2 separate regions of the Sparus aurata genome follow, and region 2 is linked to region 1. Evidence: chromatin contacts called from public Hi-C data. All regions are on one chromosome and are shown on one strand. The core of a region is the stretch at or near the end of the contact, and the rest is flanking DNA. Distances in the headings are between cores, read along the strand shown. Region 1 holds the start of zfp36l2 (zinc finger protein 36, C3H type-like 2). Region 2 holds the start of hcar1-3 (hydroxycarboxylic acid receptor 1-3).

Evidence for each region. Hi-C and Micro-C count contacts between places; a contact is called where the count stands out from the background.
Region 2: a Hi-C map of skeletal muscle shows a contact between it and region 1, with 5 times the contacts expected there. The contact joins the promoter of hcar1-3 here to the promoter of zfp36l2 in region 1. A contact is called at or near these places in 2 of 2 Hi-C or Micro-C datasets (skeletal muscle and an unstated tissue).

Annotation. Positions count from the first base shown.
Region 1 is chr15:17,691,898-17,697,413 of fSpaAur1.1, reverse strand. It overlaps zfp36l2 (zinc finger protein 36, C3H type-like 2), which reads right to left and starts at 2,533. Exons shown (of 2, transcript XM_030442167.1): 1 at 2,178-2,533; 2 at 1-1,947. The coding sequence starts at 2,267. The coding sequence ends at 736. It overlaps thada (THADA armadillo repeat containing), which reads right to left. Exons shown (of 38, transcript XM_030442585.1): 38 at 5,319-5,516.
Region 2 is chr15:17,965,149-17,971,373 of fSpaAur1.1, reverse strand. hcar1-3 (hydroxycarboxylic acid receptor 1-3) reads left to right here and starts at 4,762. Exons shown (of 2, transcript XM_030441136.1): 1 at 4,762-4,882. It overlaps LOC115596250 (transmembrane protein 229B-like), which reads right to left and starts at 2,856. Exons shown (of 2, transcript XM_030441138.1): 1 at 2,755-2,856; 2 at 325-914. The coding sequence starts at 2,791. The coding sequence ends at 430.

The sequences.
Region 1 (5,516 bases), core at 1,284-3,783:
GCTTTTAAACCAAGCAACAAACTAGACTAACCAAACGAACCACTGGGTGGCGCTGGGAGGAGACAGGTTTGGAATGGAAGTTGAAGCTTTCAGAGAGGAAAAGGGGAAAAAAGAAATAACACACTTTGATAAAGAGAAAAAAAAAAATGTTACTTTGAGTCAAGGCATATTCTTGGCAGGATGGGAGGAAATCTGAAAACCGCTTACAGTCTCTTCTTCTTGTCAAGTCATGTTACCCACACATCTAATCCCAGGAAAAAGTGTGGCTTGCCTGATAAAGCAAAAAGGGAGGAGGGGGCTGCCGTGAGCCCTTGGGCAAGGCACTGATGGAATGCCTTCTGTTTGCTATCTAAAGTTTTTAATACAGCTATATTACATACAAAAAGGAAAAAAAAAGTTACTAAACTAATGCCAGGTCAAGGACACTTTTAAACTGTTCGAAGCTTTATTGATCCCTGTGGGTGAAGTCATCTCCTCTTGCCCCCCTCCAGGGAGGTCAGAGCAGGGTCAGCACCCGTGGAGCTGCTAGGGATTCACTGTCTTGCTCAAAGGCACTTCAGCAGGGTGGTTGCTGATGAAGTTGGGGGTAGAGGGCACCGGGGGGAGTGGGTGAGAGGGCTTAACTGGGATCCTCTGCTTGAAGGACAGTCTACCTCAGGTCTCTTGACACCCCCCTGGGCTCCTCCAACCACCCTGCCCGGACCGTCCATAAATCCACATGAAAACACAACATGACTAATCATCTGAAATCGACAGCCTGCTGAAGATTGGCAAACGTCTTCCAGCGTCCAGACTCGGGGACTCGGAGCCGCTGAGGCTCCCGGAAGAGCTGAGGGACCCGCTCGCATAGCTCTCCCGGTCAGAGAGCGAGTCTGGCGGGCTGGGAGGAGGCTCGAACACCGGCGACTCGCTGAGGCGGCGCAGCGCCTGCAAGTGGCTCATGTTGTAGGTCGGAGGGGAGGGCGGGCACACGCTGCTCTGCATGTTCCCGTAGTAGGCACCGGTGGAGTGGTTGTTGGCGTAGCCGCTGGGGGTGTGCACAGCCAGGGGGGCCAGTAAGGCTTTTAAGTCCTGCCCGGGGAAAGAGAAGGCACTGTTGATGCAGGACACGGAGTTGGGGGAGAGCACCTCCTCGTAGAAGCTGGAGACGGAGGTGCAGGAGGAGGCGGTGGTGGGCGGCGGAGGGGTCCGGGACGTGGGGTTGTCGAGCAGGGGGGACTCGAGTCCGTGGTGGGTGGAGAAGCCAGAGAAGCTCAGGCTGTGGTGAAGCTTTGGTCTGTCCCTCTGGGTGTAGCCGAGCTGCTGCGGCGGCAGGACGTCCCTGTGGCCGTAGCCGCACAGCTCGCGAGCCGACCTGGCCTCCCCCGCCTGCACGTTGGCGTTGGCGGCCGGAGCGGGCCGGCGCTCGTCGGCGTTGTGGATAAAGTGACACCGGGGGCCGTAGGGGCAAAAACCGATGGTGTGGAAGGTGCGGCACGGCTCTGTTTTGTACTTAGGGTGGCGGGACAAGCTCCTCAACTCGTGGTAGCCGTGAGCGAACTGACATTTCTCCCCGTACTTGCACGACCCGTTCTCCTCGAAGGGCCGGCACAGCTCGGTCTTGTAGCGGGTGGAGTTGATCTGCGAGCCGGGTTTCTGCTGCAGTACGGCTCGGTCTCCGTTCTCGCTGTAAGCGCGGTCGCGGAACTTGTTCTCCTTGTTCATGAGGGCCGTGGCGCTGCTGCTGCTGCTGTTGCTGCTCGGTGTGTTCTCCTTCAGGCTGCCGTAGGAGCCCATGGAGTATTTGTTGCCGTTGTTCATCGCCTCCAAGTTGCTGGTTGAGTTTCTGCGGAAAAATCCCGGCGCGAAGGAGCCGCCGGAGCCCGGAGACGTGACCGGGGCGCCCACCGCCTTCTTGTCCAGCATGCTGTTGATGTGGAGGGCGTTCATGTTCATGCTTTTATCTTGCTGCGTGGAGGAAGGGAGAGAAGAAGAAAAAAAGACGCAGAGTTAGCGATGCACCACTCGGGTCCACATGACATGTTTAAAAAACACTTTGCTGCAGGGTTCACAACTTGTTGCAGCTCCACACATGTGTGCTAACTTGGAGCACGCCGAGCCAGAACAGCCAAGCGTTCAGCAAAAAAGAAAAAAGAAAGAAAAACAGCGAACATCCTAACTTCTCGTCACAGTCTTACCTTGTAAAGCATGTCCATGTCGTAGAAAGCAGACAAGACCGTCGCAGACATCTCGTTTCCCCAAGTTGGCTGCCGCACTTCTTCTTTCATGGAGGACCGACCAGGATCCTTGAATGCGACGAGCGGTAGTTTGTGCCACGACTGGTGTTGGGTGTGGAAAAGAGTTGCTTTAAAAAAAGTTTAACGCGCAAGCTTAAAGTCCGTAGAGGGGGAAAAAAAGGAGGAGAGAGGAAAAAAGAGAGAGAGAGGGGGATAGCTTTCTGTATTGTTGAGTTGTAGGTGGCTTTTATAATGTTTTTTTTCCTCCCCTCGAGAAGCGCTGAGCCAGAGTGCTTCACTGTGCGCTGCAGCCTTTTTGCATGGCTATAAATGCGTGGCGGTGGCCAGGGAGGGGCGAAGAAAACTTCCATTCACCGGTTGGCCGCCTATTCTTCAACACCACGCCTTGAAATCCAACCCCAGCACTCCCCCACTCCCCACTCCCCCCTCCACCACCACCACCACCTCCTCACACCCCTCTAACTTCTTTCTTTTTTTCTTCTCTCTCTCTCTCTCTCTTTTAATCACACAACCAATTTTGTGGAAGTTGGTTTTGCTTTTTGGGGTTGACTCTCGCTGAGAAAGAATGCAAGAGCCATCAAGGGGACGTCTGCTATGCACTGCAAAGCTGTCACCCAGCAAATCAAACCCCCCCCCCCCCCCCCCCCACACACACACATACACACCTGAAGCTGCATGTATGTATGTATGTGGGGGGGCTGGGTGCCTTGCTCAAAAGCTCCACAGCCGCATTTAAATCAATTGTTCCTCATGCAACCCCAAGCAAAAGTGACCCCAAGGTGGGGAGTGAGTGTGTGTGTGTGTGTGTTGGGGGGGGGGGGGTTTGAGCAAGCGACCCACCGGTGACAAGGGCCACCCCTCCAGCCCTCTGGACCACTGCACTTGGAAGCTGACACATGTATTTGTAATGGAAGGAAACTCTCCCTCTCCCTCTCTTCTCTCTCCCTGTGGACGGGGTGAGACCACAAGTATGAGCGGAGAGGAGTCCAGGCAGAGTGCAGCACAATTTTTAGAATCCGCCGGTTGCATAATATACTTCCACAGTGCAGCAGCAGAGGCCTATTCCAGCCTGCTACACATGGAGAAATAAGACAAGTTAATGCCCCACATGACCTACTTTTGTATTGTCTCAAAGCTCAACTTCAAAAATGTGGATCTCAACCCTTCAGATTACAGAAATCTGTCCAATCCTCTAAAAGCACGGCACGTCAAGTCCTTACAGACGAGAAATGGATCAACCTTGGTTAAATCTTTTGCAGCCTCTCTTCTAAAGTTCCTAACTTGTTTTTCTCAAAATCTCAGAGCCCAGACTGCAGGAATGTGGTTTCCATGTGGTACAGCAGAGCAACACTGCCCCCATGAGAGCAAAATGGGAACTGCCCGGGAGGGAACTGTGGCGCCACCTGCTGAGCGGAGCTGGAGCAAGAACTTCAAACTTAGATTTAGGCTCATTTAGCAGCAAAAATATCACTTTTTACTGCAGAGAAATTGTCTTTAAATGTCCTTTTTCTTTTCAATAAGAGGGTAAAGTAGAGTTCCAGGCACGGAGAAAACCTCCATGTTTTAGGATGTTTTGGTCATTTGACCAAAAGCCACCCAGTCACCACAGTCCCTCCTTTGTAGTCAAAAAAGTCAAAAGAGCGCAGTGCGGTCGCAATAAGCTGCCCCTGTCTCAGCATGATGTAACCCTCCCAGGACGGCAGAATGTTCACATGAAAATGTCAAACTACTCCACTCCACTCTTGGAGTCATGTCAAGTTTGAAAAAACCACAGTGGAAAGATTGCAGAGTTGGCAGCAGAGGACGGGGCACTATATCAGGTCTCGGCGAGGCAGATATTTTGGTCGGGGAGGGTGTAAAAAGTTTGTGCGACGCAGATCACCAGAAATTGCCGGTTTGCGAGACACTTGTAACCATTAAGGCTTTTTTTCCATATAGGATCATAATTGGAAGAGTGGTTCTAAAAAAAAAAAAAAAATAAGATTATTCTCTCTGTGACATGATTAAATATTCTATCATGTGCTGAATGGTTTTGGTTTGAGAGGCAGGGAGGGAGGTTTAAAAGAAAAAAAAGAAAAAGGGGGGAAAATAGCAACAGACGAAAAACAAGTGACATAAGAGCTTGGAATCTACTACTACCAACCCTAAAATTAGGCTGAGGGCTGCCCCAGGACTATGTGCGCTTTGCAAGTTGTGATAAATAGTTTAATGTGAAGGACAGACATGCCGAGGCTCCTGAGAAATCCCTTGAACATGTCCTCGTCCGCAGAAACCGCTCTCCCATCACACGGCTCTGTTTTTATAGGGGGATGTTGAGCTGTTCCAAAACATTACGTCAGATTTACTGTAACAGGGAACATGGCTACCAGGGAGGGAGAAGGGTCCAGCTGTACGAGAGGGCAGCATGAATCCACACACATATTCCTACGCATGCACACACACACACACACACACACACACACACACACAGAGGACAGTAGTCCATTGTGCCGTCCTAATTACATAACCAGGAAAAGTAGAGGGAAGCATAAAAACACAGTCCAATGGGAAGAATCCTGCAGTAAATAAAATATCACAGGAAAATAACACCTCGTATAAACATACAGTAGAAGTCAGAGCGTGTACCTAAATACAACTTTGGTGACGTGTCAGAGAAAACACTTGCTTTCACAATCCCATGCCTCGGTCATAAAGCTCGCCCGTCGCACAATCGCACCATTGAAGTTGGTTCTTGAAGCTTTAGGCGCTGAGTTGTTTTGTTCCAACCCTTAAATCCCTGCTGGACGTGCAGAGAGCAGAACGGCCTGTGTGCTCAATACTGACACTGTTGAAGTTTGTCGTGTGACACATTCTCGCTGATAAGACGAACAGGGCCTGAAGTGTTGTTTTGCACAAGCTCGGACTGAATTATTGTTATGGTTTGACATCTGCCAGACTTCCCTACACATCTTTACACAGTAGTTGTTATTATTATTATTATTATTATTATTGTTATTGTCTATTGCTATTAATTTAATCAAGAAATTCAACTCTATGCTCTATATTCTTTTGAGGGAAACAGAATATAGAGTCAAAATGCAGTCATGTTAGACATAACATTTAATTTGAAAAGACATCGAGGAACAGTCAGAAAAATTCAAACACATTTTAATCAATGAGGGCAACATGTTAGACAAAGTAACAAGTACAGCGTAAAAAACCTAATTGTTTCCTTCATTCCCTTGATTCAGTAATAAAAAGACCTGACCACAAAGTCAGTCTGTGGTCTCATGCATTGGG
Region 2 (6,225 bases), core at 3,513-6,012, 270 kb before region 1:
TTTACGGGAAGTTACGTGTTGGAACTATTTCTTCGGCCCGGTGATTTCCTGGAGTCATCGCTGTGACGCAACAAGCCAACACTAGTCATTAGGAAGTCATTAGTCTTGGCTAAGAAAGAGTCTAACACAACCCCCTCGATTAAATCTCATCAACATTTTTCTAGTCTGAATGTTAAACTATTCATCTCCGGGAGGCACTTTAGCTACTGATTTATAGCTGTTTTACAGTCATTAGATTTATGAGCTAGCAAACCAGTTTTCCCCAAATAAAACACTTCTGTCTCATTCAAGCCTTTTAGAAAAACACGCTCACAGATTGACCTGAACATATTTATGAGATTTAATTACACAGCTCAGGGAGGTGCAGCATGCGCAACAACTTGTTAACTGTTAAACTCTCAGTTGTGGTGTTGTTCCTAATCGATCAGATCAGTTGTGCAGTCTTATCCTCAGAGTGTTCCTGATCACGTGCTGCTCTGCTATAAACGCTGCCACAGTCCAGGGCACTGCGTACTCCAGGGTCACCAGTCCTCCCAGGTTATACCTATAACCTGAGTAGTCCCAGGGGCAGGCCCCCAGCAGCCTCAGCCCTGACCCCCAGCTGAACTCCCATAGGTAGATGAACATAGTGTAGGCCATCAGACGCAGTGGCAGCAGGCGGTGCTGAGCCAGCAGCCGGGCCCTCAGGCTCTCAATGAGGTAGATTGCAGTGGCGTACATAGGCAGCGCCCACAGGCTGCTGTGACCTGGCAGCCTTCTGTCCTGAGTGCTGCACCAGTCACACACAGCAGTGAAGGCCACCTCACAGAGGCAGCCGTGCAGTGCGTACACGCACAGACGAGCTGCAGCGGAGAGAGGACGACCGGCGACGCTCTCATGTGGCTCTGCTAGGGCTTCGTCTTCACTACCCGTCCCTGTAACAATGGAGATTTTTATAAGACATGTTAGCAACACTCCACAGAGGCACATATAATGGGACATGTTTTAGCTTTTAAGATTTAAGAACTAAGCAAAGATTCTTTAAAGTTCAGAGTGAAAAGAACTTCAGGCCTTTAAATTTGAAAGAAGAAAACTATCTCACTATCACATTACTTGAAAATGATACAGCACCTAGCCATAATATAGTTTGATGCACAATCATGTAAAACGTAGTAAGTAATCATTTATTTTCTACATATGAGAGAGGTTAATCAGTGACCTTGAGAGGAGCTGGAAGGTGGATTAAATTACCTTTAGACATAGCCAGGCTAGCCAGGAAACAGCATAATGACTGGAAACAGTCTTTATGCTAAGCTAAGCTATCTGGCTGCTTGTTCCAACTATGTAGTTACTGTAAAAACATGCAAATGGTATCAATATTCTCATGTCACTCAAATGCAAATAAGAGGATAATCTTATTTCCCTAATTATTAAAATATTTAGCTGAGTGAAAACACAAATAAACTTCTTGAGTTAAAACACACTCAAGTTAAAAATAAAGTAAAATTAACGACTACAGGACAGGTGTTGGTGATGATGTTGTTCACCGAGTGATTTCACACAAAACTAGATAATATTTAACTATCTTTACGACAAACAGCGACTTTATAGACTTGAAAAGTTAACTTTTTAATACACAAACATCATATGTGTACTTCATGGCACAATTCCAATGGGATCAAGAATGTATTTGTCTCTCCCTGTTGACTACTGCACAGTTTTTCCCTGAAATAAGGTCCTGTGAGGTCCAGCAGAAGGGGCTCATGACCATTCTTATCTGAGAATGACTTACATATGTAACTTATGTAAGTAATAAATTAATCATTTCAATCCTAGTGCTATTTTACCGTTTGGATGAATGTTGTTATCATGTTTTACAGCTTCAGGAAACTAATAGACTGATAAAGATTTAAAGTAGTTGTTGCCTCCCTCTAATAAAAAACCTGTCAATTATTTTGGGAGTGATAGCAGCCTGCTCCAGTGTGCACTGAATTTTAGAGGTGAGAACACAGGCTTGTTTCCTTTCACTGACTACAAATGTGACAGGTGGTGATCAAAATGATTGCATAAGAAAGCTGGGAATCTATTAGATAGTTACTACAACAATATTGAGATATTTTTTATAATAAAAAAGTTACGACTATTAGATGTTTTTGCAGGGGAAAAAAAATATAATACATACAATTCTCCAGTCTCAACAAATGGGTAAAATCATACCTCTAATAGCATCTCTTTATAAAGAAAACTGCATTTCAAGTGAATCAATCATATGTTTGTAACACTGTAACTGTAACAGTTGTTTTACTGATAAAAAAAACCCCATTTGATAATAATATCATTTCCATTTTGGAAGAGCTAGTCTTTATCTAGATTTTCTCCCCCACATTATAATACCTCCAGTGTGTATTATGTGCTGCCCCTCCTCCACAGGACACACAGAACAGTGTACAGGCTCTAATGCGGATTAACAGGCTAATAGCTCAGTTTAGGAAGATAAAGGCTTCAGATCAACAGGATTTCACTCTACATTTGATAAGAGTGTCGTTACCAATGTCAAATAAACTTGGTGGATACCATCTTTGTCATTCAATTATTTCACCATATATTAAAGTAGAGTCAACAATGGTCCCACAGTAGCATCGGATCCAATCACTCCATCACTTAACTGACTTCAATCGAGATAGGATGCAGTCACACTATCATGCCGCAAAGTGTGTCTTCCTACAGCTATTAAACTTAATAAACAGTCATAACTCTCACCTTGATCATTACTACCTTGTGTCTTTCTAGCATGTAGTTTTCTCGCCTCCATCCCGGAGCAGCATATGGGTCTCTGCACCTTTTGTAATCCCTCTGCTTACCTGTGTGTGTGTGTGTGTGTGTGTGTGTGTGGATCTTGGGCTAAACATTAAGCGGAGTGAGACAGCGATGTCTCTGTCATAGGCTAAGGTCGTGAACCAAGGGACGGTCCCAGGAAGTAAATCTGGACCACCCGTGTTGGAAAAAATGAGTTTGTGTATGTAGCACCAATAAAAGTATTGATCTCACAGTGGGTGCATGAATAGTTTCTTTTAAAGAGTGCAAATGATTTTTTTAAGGCAAACATAGACGCCATCAGGGAGCTACAGTAGGTGGGTGTGTCAGGGAAGCAGACATTGACAGTGAAACTTCCAGTGGACATGCTTTAAACTTTTTTAAAACAATAATAATACCGAATCCAATTTTGGTTTACATCTATTTGAAGCCTTTCTATATTCTGGAAGGTCATACTTTACATAAAAGAATATGTGTGTATAGTATTTTATATAAATCTTGGATTCTTTACTTGTGTGAGAAAGTTTACAGTTTTCATTCAATTCCCATTTTATGCATCTCCACAATTATAAATCGATGTCATGTTTGTGTGATTTAATAGGCAGATAGAATAAATGCACTTTTTGATTAATATCAAATTGTTATTATCATCATCATTAGTCAGAATTATAACTTATTTTGGTTGAAGTAAAGAGGTTGATGTATTAGTCATCTGAAATGATAAAAATTATGAAGCACTTACAGCAAGACTTGTGGTATGAGAAGGCTGCCCACACATAGCGTACCAATATAAATATGTTTGCGGAGCTCTAACAGTAGTTTCACACTTGCACCGTATACAGTTTACCCATAATGTCTCTGAGAGCAGATGTCAGTCCTCACATGGTGCCACTGCTGGGTCCTGTGTGTTTGTTTTGTGTGTGCTCTAATAAAACTGTTGGATAAATGGCAGACCTGTGGATCAGAGTCCAGTGATATTAGCAAACACACCTTTAGGGCTGGGAAGGGGGACTGCATCGATGTATGGGAGTCAATGACCATAAAGTTATTGAGCTGACAAAGGTTGGATTGTTCACACAGCTGTGAGCTGACTGTGTGTGTGTGTGTGTGTGTGTGTGTGTGTGTGCCTGTTTTGCATTGTTGTGTAACAAACTGTAACTGGAGAAAGTTTGATTGATTAGGGAAATTATCTTCTGCTCTCTCATAATGCACATAGAGGTTTCCATGTTGTCCCCAGTGGACCCAAATTACAATTAAATGAATTTAGATGGACAAAAAAATTATTTGAAATGACAGAAGATGAAGTGACGAGAGCAGATGTGATGAAATGTGATGGGAAATGATGAGTTGAGCACAAGATGCAATGAGATGATGTGAGCGTGCATCTTGTCTGGCGTGGGTAGATGAGGACAAAAATAATGTTTTTTCAAATCAATTTGGGATCTTGGGGATTCTTTAGACTTGACTCAGTTGTTCATTTATGTTTTCAAACAAGTCCCCATCTACTTCAGCTGTTTAGGATAATGCTCCAATGCTGTTTTGGTATAAAGAAACCTCACCTCACTTTTCACATAAAGGTTATTAGATAATGATAGACTTTTCATTTGTAGGCGAACTTCTCCTTTAAATGTGACATCATTTCCCGACAAAGTGGAGATCTGGATTACCAAGCACTAATGTGGGTGTACGTATCAGTATGTCATCAACACCGACAACATCATATCTCTGTCCACAAATAATCCTTTACAATTTCAATTTTTTAAAAATGTTTTTCTTATTTCACAACAAGATTGTGACATAAAAGGTACTTTAACTAAAGACGTAGAAAAAGAAAGAGTGACAATAGTGCTATTATGAAACATGATACATTCAGATCTGACTCTTAAAAGCTGGTTTCCCTGGAACAACACCCTCATGTTATGACAAGCCCTCCTTCTGTAGGGATTTTCCTCTTCACAATCACTTTCGCTGAAAAAGGGGTGTATAATCCCCTGCACACATTTGTACGAACAAATCGCTTGTGGACCAACATCTCTGACCTCTGCAAACATCTTTTAGGGGGAACTGTGGACTTCAGTGTTGACTTCTGGTGAGTGCTTAAAATTGAGACTCAAGACTATTCTTCATCTCACATTTATTTTGGATTCCGAACTTTAAAAGACTGATGACATAGTTTTTGCTATCTCTGGCGTATGTCTTTACCAACACTGCAGTGTGAAAGCAGCAAACTATGCAACATTTTGTAGTACATAAGAAGTTTCACACCTTTAATCAGTGTATTGTAATAGTCCCTAAATAACTGTCATATGGAACATTTTGATAACTTTTTTGTAAAAAAAAAAAAGAAGACTGGCACATGGGTGGAAATTGCTGTTGTTACAAATACAAAACCTTCTTGTCTCTGAAATAGTTTTATGTGTCAGGAAATGTACCTACTTGTTTTCTTGTCGAATGGTTGATGATAAAGTTATTACTGCACTAAGTATGAAGCTACAGCATGTAGACCAAACAGAAATATCGGAGGTGGGGGGGAAGCAGTCAGTCTGGCTCTGTCTAAAGGCCTATAGCACACCAAGCCTGATTAATTAATCAGAAATATCTGCATACTGAAAAATGAATGGAACCATATGTTGTGTCAATCATGTTTAAACACAGAATCCGTCATAAATCTTTTGAAAGAGAGTTGATTTTCTGCCTTTTTTTGCATTTGTCAGAAGCCTTCAGAGGGTTGTTTGACTATTCAGAGCCAGTTTAGTGGAATAATTCAGTGTGGTAAATTGTTATAAACAGAGTGATCACAGGACATTTAGGCTATTGATCATGATCTTGCGTGAATATCTGTGGTGATCAATGATGGGATTTGACGGGTGCACTGCTGTTCACGATCAGCTAATTTTTGGACAATGGTGGTCATCTTTTTAATGTGTTCCAGTACAGCTCGCAGCGTATCAAACCCGAGCATTTAAATACTATCACCTGCTGTGTTATTAATAATAACACTGGTGTGTTATTAATTATAACACAGCAGGTGAAACTCTTTGTCTTTGTTCAAGTGTGAGGACCACAAACTCATTACACTGCCTAACAACTCCTTTTTTGTCATGTATTGTGACTTTTTTTTCAACAAAATAAACAGACTTTGTGTGCGAAAGTCTTAAACCAGACAAAAATATAACATAATCTGCTAACCAGCACCTCAGAAGCTCCTGGCTACGTCACAGAAATGACAAGGCTCCAGGAAGTTACTGCGAAGTTACTGCGGCCATGAAAGCCACAGTAACAACAGATATTGTAGTCCTACACTTCAAATCAAATGAAATAACCTGTAAATTAGTTGTTTTATTATTTTCATGAAACAAATCAAGCTGTTTCCCCATGTTTACAGTCTTTATGTTATGCTATAGAAACTGGCTGTTGGCTGTAGCTTCAACA